2 separate regions of the Mus musculus genome follow, and region 1 is linked to region 2. Evidence: chromatin contacts called from public Hi-C data. All regions are on one chromosome and are shown on one strand. The core of a region is the stretch at or near the end of the contact, and the rest is flanking DNA. Distances in the headings are between cores, read along the strand shown.

Region 1 (4,050 bases), core at 344-2,843, 220 kb before region 2:
TGCTTCTTTCTTTATTGTTGTGACCTAGAAATTTACAAAAAGAAACTTAAGGAATGGAGGCAATGTTCTGTCTCACAGTTTGAGGGGACAAAGCCCTTCATGATGGCACAAGTGTCAGATGGCTGACCACGCCACATATACAGCCAGGAACCATAGACAGAGATGAATGCTGATATTCAATTTGATGTGTTTTGGTTTTTTTTTTTTTTTTCTATTTTATTCAGTCCCAGATCTTTGACTGTGGAATGGTGCTGACTATATTTAGGGTGAGTCTTCCCACATCAACTAACCCAGTTTAGAGTTTTCCTTGCAGACATGCCCAGTGATTTATTTCTTCGGTGACTCTAAATCCCATAAGATTGACAATCATGATTAAATATTACACATGGCATGTAAATAAAATGTATATCTAAGTAAAATGTTAATATGGCATTTTAATCTCATGCACACTTCAGTTGAGGTGTGCACATAAAATATGAAATATGAAAGGAAACCTGCTGTCTCATCGTGGTTATTTCAGTAAGTTTTTCTTTTCAACATCAACTTTTTTGCCTCTGATAAGGAAGTTGTATTCGTGGTTGTTGGTCAGAGACCCATGTGCACAATCCACCTGCTAAGGGTTAGCTTTCATGGTTTGTAGTGATAAAATCTGTTTCAGACTTCACAGCCGGAGAAGAGATGCTCCCCATGAATTATCTAGCCAATCGATACAAGATTTAAACATTTCAGGCTTCGGGAGAGGGTTTACTGTTTATCTCCTTCTCACTTCAGGGAGGGCTCAGTCAGTGACGAAGCTGGAAGATAGCTCCTAAACCCAATCCTTCTTCTGCCACATTATCTGTGTGAGACAATGATCTAAACACAAAAATAAGGCTTTGTGTAGCAGGGAGCTTGATAGCAGAGGCCAGCAAACAATCACCTGCAGACCAGATGTGACCTGCATGTGTTTTGTAAGTAGTTGGAGGCACAGCTATTTTGATGGCTACACCTATTGCTGTGGCTGCTGTTTTGCAATGTCCAGTGGGAAAAAAAAAACCAAAAAACAAAAGAGGAACCCCCCCAAAACAAAAAATAAAACAAAATAAAGCAAAACAAACAAACCAATAACAAAAAGACCTCACTGTACAGTCCACAAAGCTTAAAATATTCCATGCTATCTACACAGAAAAAAAAATCTTCCAACTTTGTTTAACAGATCAACATACCTTTGCACTTGCTATTTATTTTATTTTTAATTTCAGAACAAACATAGTGATCTGTGTGGAAACATGGTTCTTGCTATGTTGCCTCTTACAGTCAAGTACTCATGTGGGGAGGAGAAGAGAAAATACTCCAAAAGACTTCAGTATAGCGATCATATGGTTCATTCTGTTATGTTCTTTATAGCAATTGTCAGTCCTTGTTTTCATTTGTGTGTGTGTATGTGTGTGTGTGTGTGTGTGTGTGTGTGTGTGTGTGTGTACCTGTGCATGTAGATAAATGTTCCCTCGGAAACCCAAAGTACATTGCATCATCTGAACCTTGAATTGAAAGCAGATGTGAGCCTCCCATCATGGGTGTGTCCTCTGGAGAAGCAGCAGTATTCAGTTTCTGAACTGCCCAGTCACCTCCCATGCCCTGTTTGCAGCCTAGGCAAACCCTAGAAGCATGAGTGCATAAACTCGATTAAGTTCTTTCCTTAGCACTCTAATTTAAAAACAGTTTCCCAGTAAAAGTAGCACAGAGAGAATTTCTTTCTTCTTTTTTTTTTTTCCTTTTTAAAAAAAAAATCTTTAATCATTGTTTTTACAGCACAGTCTTTATTCCCCTTCAGGTCCACCCTCTAACTATTTCTCATCTCATACCTCCTCCCTCTTCTCCAAGAGGATGTCCCCACCCCCAACCCCCACCCCACCATATCTCCCCACTCCCTGGGGGGCCTCAAGTCTCTCCAGAATAAGGTGCTTCTTCTCTCACCGGCGCCAGACCAGGAAGTCCTCTGGTATATATGTGTTGGGGACCTCATATCAGCTCCTGCATGCTGCCTGGTTGGTGGCCCAGTATCTGAGAGATCTCAGGGGACCAGGTCAGTTGAGACTGCTGGTCTTCCTAAAGCGTCACCCTTCTCCACAACTACTTACAGATTTTTCCTAATTCAACCCTAGGGGCCAGTCATTGAACCTCCTTTCCCTCAGGCTTTTCTCCATTTTTTTCCCCCTGCAGTTCTTTCAGACAAGAACAATTCTGGGTCAGAGCTTTTGGTAGTGGGATGGCAACCTCAGCCCTCCACTTGACACCCTGTCTTTCTACTAGAGGTAAACTCTACAAGTTCCCTCTCCTCACTGTAGGGGATTTCATCTAAGATCCCTCAGTTTAAGTCCTGAGAGGCTCTCACCTCCCAGGTCTCTGGTACACTCTATAGGGTGCCTCCAACTCCTACCTCCTGAGGTTGCCTGTTTCCATTCTTTCTGCTGGCCTTCAGGACTTCAGCCCTCCCTCCCCACTACCTGATCTTGTTCCCTCTCCCATCCATGTGCCTCCCTCCCTCTGCCTCCTGATTGCTTTTTTCTCCCTCCAAGTGGGATTGAAGCATCCTCACTTGGGCCCTTTGGTTTGTTAACTTTCTTTAGTTCTGTGGATTGTTTCCTGGAGATTCTGTTCTTTTAAAGCTAATATCCACTTATTAGTGAGTACATACCATGCATGCACCTTTGGGTGTGAATTGCCTCACTCAGGATGATATTTTATAATTACATCCATTTGCCTGTAAAAACTCATGACGTCCTCATCCTTCATAACTGGATAGTATTTCATTGCGTAAGTGAACCACATCTTCTGTTTCTATTCTTCCATTGTGGGACATCTGGGTTGTTTCTAGATTCTATCTATCAGACATAATGCCACCATGTCCATAATGAAGTGCATAATCTTGTAGCATGGTGGAGCATCTTTTGGGTATATGCCTAAGAGTGGTATAGTGGGGTCTTCAGGGAGCTCTGTTTCTAATTTTCTGAGGAACCTCCAAATTGATTTCCAGAGTGGTTGTACCAGTTTGCAATCCCCACCCCCCCCCCATGGAGGTGTGTTCCTCTTTCTCCATATCCTTGCCAACATGTGCTGTCACCTTAGTTTTTTAATCTTGCCATACTGATTGGTATAAGGTGAAATCTCAGGGTCATTTTAATTTGCACTTCTCTGGTAACTAAGGACTTTGAACATTTCTTTAAGTGCTTCTCAGCTATTTGATATTCCTGTTGTGAATTCTCTGTTTAGTTCTATACCCCATTTTTGGTTGGGTTGTTTGGGTTTTTGTGGTGTTAGCTTCTTGAGATCTTTATGTATTTTGGATATTAATCATCTTTCAGACGTGGGGTTAGTGAAGTTTTTTTTTTTTCTTTCTCAATCTGTAGGTTGCCAATTTGTTCTATTGACTATGTACTTTGCTGTACAGAAGCTTTTCAGTTTCATGAGGTCCTGTTTATCAATTCTTGATCTTAGAGTCTGAGCCATTGGAATTCTATTTGGGAAATCTCCCCTATGGCAATGAGTTTGAGGCTCTTTCCCACTTTCTCTTCAATGAAGAAGTCAAGGTATCACTATTTGCAGATGATATGATAGTATATACAAGCCACCCCAAAAATTCTACCAGAGAACTCCTACAGCTGATAAACAACTTCAACAAAGTGGCTGGATATAAAACTAACTCAAGTAAATCAGAAGCCTTCTTCTATACAAATGATAAAAGTGCTGAGAAAGAAATTAGGGAAACAACACCCTTCACAGTAGTCATAAATAATATAAAATATCCTAGGGTAACTCTAACCAAACAAATGAAACATCTGTATGGCAAGAGTTTCAAGTCTCTCAAGAAAGAAATTGAAGAAGACCTCAAAAAATGGAGAGATCTTATGCTCATGGCTTGGTAGGTAGTATTAACATTATAAAAATTGAGCCTGCATTTGTGTTCTTGACATGAGCTGTGACTTTTCATTTTTCATTAGTCATCATGTAAGAGCAGAATGGTTTTATCAGGAAGACTTTGCATTTTAAGCATAGCCAGGATGATTCTGT
Region 2 (4,340 bases), core at 767-3,266:
AGCTGTCTCTTGCGAGACTATGCTGGGGCCTAGCAAACACAGAAGTGGATGCTCACAGTCAGCTAATGGATGGATCACAGGGCTCCCAATGGAGGAGCTAGAGAAAGTACCCAAGGAGCTAAAGGGATCTGCAACCCTATAGGTGGAACAACATTATACTTTATGTTTTATTTTTATTTTAAACTCTTCAAAGACTAGCAGGTTGATTCTAGATGTATCCATTAGTAATACTTGTCTAGGATGGGCTCAGCAAAGATAGGTCAGCATAGAAGTGCCATTTAGAGAGAAACACTCTAAACACCAAGCTGGAAATTCTTTGTTTCTATACAGAAAAAAAAGGAAGTACACATCAATTTTAAAACTCCAAATAAAATTATTATGTTTATGTTGCAAATATAAAGGAAACTTGTTTTGCAGAAAAGGTGCCAAAAAATATATATGACAGAAACAATTTAGTATTGTATTACCCACCCACACACTCACCCCGGGAGTCATGGAAACATTCTTGCATATTATTTTTTGTTATTTTATTTATTTACTATTTCAAATGTTATCCCCTTTCAAGGTTTCCCCCTCCCCCTGCCTCTATGTCAGTGCTCACCCACCTAGCATCCCTGTACACTGGGGCATCAAGCCTCCACAGGACCAAGGGCCTCCCCTCCCATTTATGCCAGATAAGGGAATCCTCTGCTATATATGTAGCTGGAGCCATAGGTCTCTCCATGTGTACTCTTTAGTTGGTGGTTTACTCTCTGGGAGCTTGGAACAGTGGTTAGATGCTGGTTGGTTGGGATTGTTGTTCTTCCTATGGGGTTGCAATCCCCTTCAACTCCTTCATTCCTTCCCCTAACTCCTCCATTGGGGTCCCCATGCTCAGTCCAGTGGTTGTCCATGAGCATCCTCATCTGTATTGGCAAAGCCTCTCAGGACAGCTATACCCACCTCCTGTCAGCATGAATACTACTCAGCTATTAAAAACAATGATTTCATAAAATCCACAGGAAAATGGATGGAACTAGAAAATATCATCCTGAGTGAGATAACACAGTCACAAAGGAACACACACTGTATGTACTCATTGAATAGTGGATATTAGGGGGAAAAAATGTTCAGAATACCCATGATACAACTCGCAGACCATATGGTCAAGAAGAAGGAAGACCAAAGTGTGGATGCTTCTGTCCTATTTAGAAGGGGGAACAAAATAATCAATGGAGGTAGAGGAATGGAGACCTTGAAGAGAGAGAGGAGAGGGAGGGAAAAGGGGACAGGATCAGGTGTGGGAGGAGACAGGAGAGAAGTACAGAGGCTCAGGAAATTGAATAGAAATATGTAGCAGTGGGGGATGGAGAACTAGTGATATCCAGTAGAAATTTCCAGATTCCAGGGAAGCAAGAGGTTCCCGGAACCCAACAGGGATGGCATTAGTTGAAATACACAAAAAAAAAGGGGAGATAGAACCTGTAGTGACCATATCCAGTGGATAGGCTTAGGTGCCTGTTGAGATATGGGGCCACCCACTCATCTCAAAAAATTTAACTCAGAATTGTTCCTGTCTAAAGGAAATTCATGGACAAAGAGTAGAGCAGAGACTGAAGGAAAGGCCATCCAGAGACTGCTCCACCTAGGGATCCATGCCATCTGCAGACACCAAACCCAGACAACTGTTGCTGATGCCTAGAAATATACTTTAAATATAAAACATAAATTCATGAAAATAAAAAGATAAAGAATTCACACCTCCAAAACTTAAAAAGTCAGGAGTAAAGGAAAGGGCTATCTCTGATAAATGTCTTTGATAAGAAGGGAGTCAAAACACCATTAAGAAACAGATGGCCTAAACTATACTGTCAACCTCTTTTATGTAATGGTTATAGCACACTAAACCCATTGTTTGCATGACATACAATCATGTCAGAAGTGCCCGGTGCATTCACCACATCAAACTCAGTAAACTAGGCTTCATGTGTTGACAAATGCCTGGATTCTTGTCCTCACCATAGACAGAAACCACAGCAGGGACAGGAAGAGATTAGAGACTATGTTAAGCAGCAAGGGGAGTGACCCTTCCTCCAAGATACTCCCTGCTCAGTGTTTTTCTATAACTTCCATAACAGTGCCACCTGCTGGGAACAAATGTCCTATTTATGATTTGTGGGAACAATTTATATTCAAGTCACAGGAGACAAAAAGTCAGAATGAGATAAATGTCACACAAGAACTCTGGAAATCCCTTCATAGAGTACTAGTGATCAATAGCCCTCCCACTATGCCTCACGTCTTACAGGTCCCACCAAATGTTAACAATACCACACTGGAGACCATTCTTCTCACACTTAAATTCACTCAAACCACATCCAAACTATATCAAAAAGTCGGCTCACTTCCTCTCTCAGGTGTATCAGTTGTGGTGGGATAGGTATATCACAAAAGTAGAGGCATAATGTCAGTCACCTTCAAATGCCCTACTCAGTTCATAGGACCTTTGCTCAGAGCTACTTGCAACATTATGGAGGGTTTTGTGTTTGTTTTTGCTTTTGAACTCTTGTAACCAGACTACACAAATGTGAAATTAAAAATAAAGCACATAATAGATTGTATATGGCTGTGGACAGTTTTTGAAGTAAACAAATATGGGTGTGAGTACTGTACTGGCATTCATTGACTTTAGGACCCTTAAAGGTAGTCTGATTGTTTCTTTATGTGCAAGACAAGAACCATACCACTTTGTAAGATTATTATAAAATGTAAATTTAGTTGTAGATATAAAATGTCCTAATTTTAATTCTTGCAGAAATCTTCCTTATATACAATATATATGTCTTGGAGATGTAAGATGCCTGCACTGCACAGAGGAACTTGGTGCTGACAGCTCAGAGAGCAGAATCTGTTTACCAGGCACACTGCATAAAAAAGTAAAGATTTTCTGGCAGTGAGATTAGTATAGCTTGCATGGAGAGCAAATTTAGTTCAATAACATATCCAACGGTGATTTCTAAAACTGTATCCTAATAAAAACGAACTTAAACACTTAGGCACAGCTAATTCTGAAATCCCATCATTAAAAACCATGTGTCAGACAGTCCTTTCAATTATGCAGAACTTTTAATTTCAGTTTTTAATTTTAAAGGTAGTTGTCATAGTAACTTCCAGGCACTGCTGGCAAATGGTACTAAAGAGATATGCAAACATTTTCATGGAGTTTTTCAATATGTTGGGAAAACATTATACAATATTTAACAGAAATGCTACAAGTCATAGCAAAGGAGAGTCCTCATAGAGAACTAAAATTGTTCTTGCCCTGAGGCTGTAACTGCATATGATGTACACTCTTGGGAAGGATAGGAAAAAAAAAAAAAACATTGTGACCTAACCTTTCTGAAAATGTTAACGAATTGTTGGAATTAAACAATCACAAATCCAATAAATAGTAAAATGGAAGAAACAGAATGGTGTTGGGAACACTTTCTTCTGTGTTGTCAGATTAGAACTTGCCTAGCTCCTACCATCTGGTGAGTATAACACTGAGTTCCTGTTGTTTTATAAGAAAACATTTGCTCTGGGGAAAGGTTGAAGCCCTAGGGTCTGGGTCTGAGGCCAGGGTAACAGACTGGAAGAAACTGTTCATAACCAATTCCTGACTAATTCTAAGAGTGAGCAGATTTTTGCTGTTTGTTGGTCAAACCACGATAAATAAGAAGGGTGTGATAGGGTGCCTGACAGTGAAGCTTCTCCCGGTCCTTCTTGTTCTGATGAAACAAAATGCCTATGATTAGATTACTTAAAAAGAGCCAAAATGTATTTCCCATAGCCATGCATATTATGAAGTTCAAGATCGAGGTGACATGATTGAGTGATGTCTTTCTTGTGCTATCCTCTTGGGCAGAAAAGCAGAGAGAGAAAGAGAGAGAGAGAGAGAGAGAGAGAGAGAGAGAGAGAGAGAGAGAGAGAGAGAGAGAGAGAGAGAGAGACTCACAGCCATATGTCCCTTTCACTGCAGTATTAGACCATTCATGAAGGTAGAGCCATTAGGACCAAAACGTCTTCCCAAATGTTTCTCTCCAATAGTGTTTCATTGAGAATTACTTCCAACACATGGCCTTGTGGTGACCCACAAAGAATATAACAAAGTCATTAACCCCTTCACAAATCTTAGCGACTTAGAATCATTGATGCTTATGTCACACTATGATCTCGGTGATTGTCCAACAGTGAAAGTATGCAACACACTTCCCCCATTTCTCAGAGAATTTCAAGAAGTTGGAATTCACTCCTGCTTTCAAAAAACAAGAAACAGTCTGAGATCTACTGTACCTCTGACACTAATACACATTAAGCAC

Evidence for each region. Hi-C and Micro-C count contacts between places; a contact is called where the count stands out from the background.
Region 1: a contact with region 2 is called in a Hi-C map of the G1E-ER4 cell line, with 2.1 times the contacts expected there. The contact joins two enhancer-like sites. A contact is called at or near these places in 1 of 15 datasets of contacts at CTCF or cohesin (the G1E-ER4 cell line) and 1 of 484 Hi-C or Micro-C datasets (the G1E-ER4 cell line).

The regions. Positions count from the first base shown.
Region 1 is chr19:35,637,639-35,641,688 of GRCm38.p6, reverse strand. No RefSeq gene overlaps it. Among named protein-coding and RNA genes, the nearest start is that of Gm25611, 120 kb to the left of the region's middle. Within about 2 kb of position 1,593, at least 5 of the 459 cell types and tissues checked have an H3K27ac peak or open chromatin away from gene starts, as enhancers often do. A contact at or near this core is called in the G1E-ER4 cell line, where this site is marked.
Region 2 is chr19:35,417,732-35,422,071 of GRCm38.p6, reverse strand. No RefSeq gene overlaps it. Among named protein-coding and RNA genes, the nearest start is that of Gm24006, 220 kb to the right of the region's middle. Within about 2 kb of position 2,016, at least 2 of the 459 cell types and tissues checked have an H3K27ac peak or open chromatin away from gene starts, as enhancers often do. A contact at or near this core is called in the G1E-ER4 cell line, where this site is marked.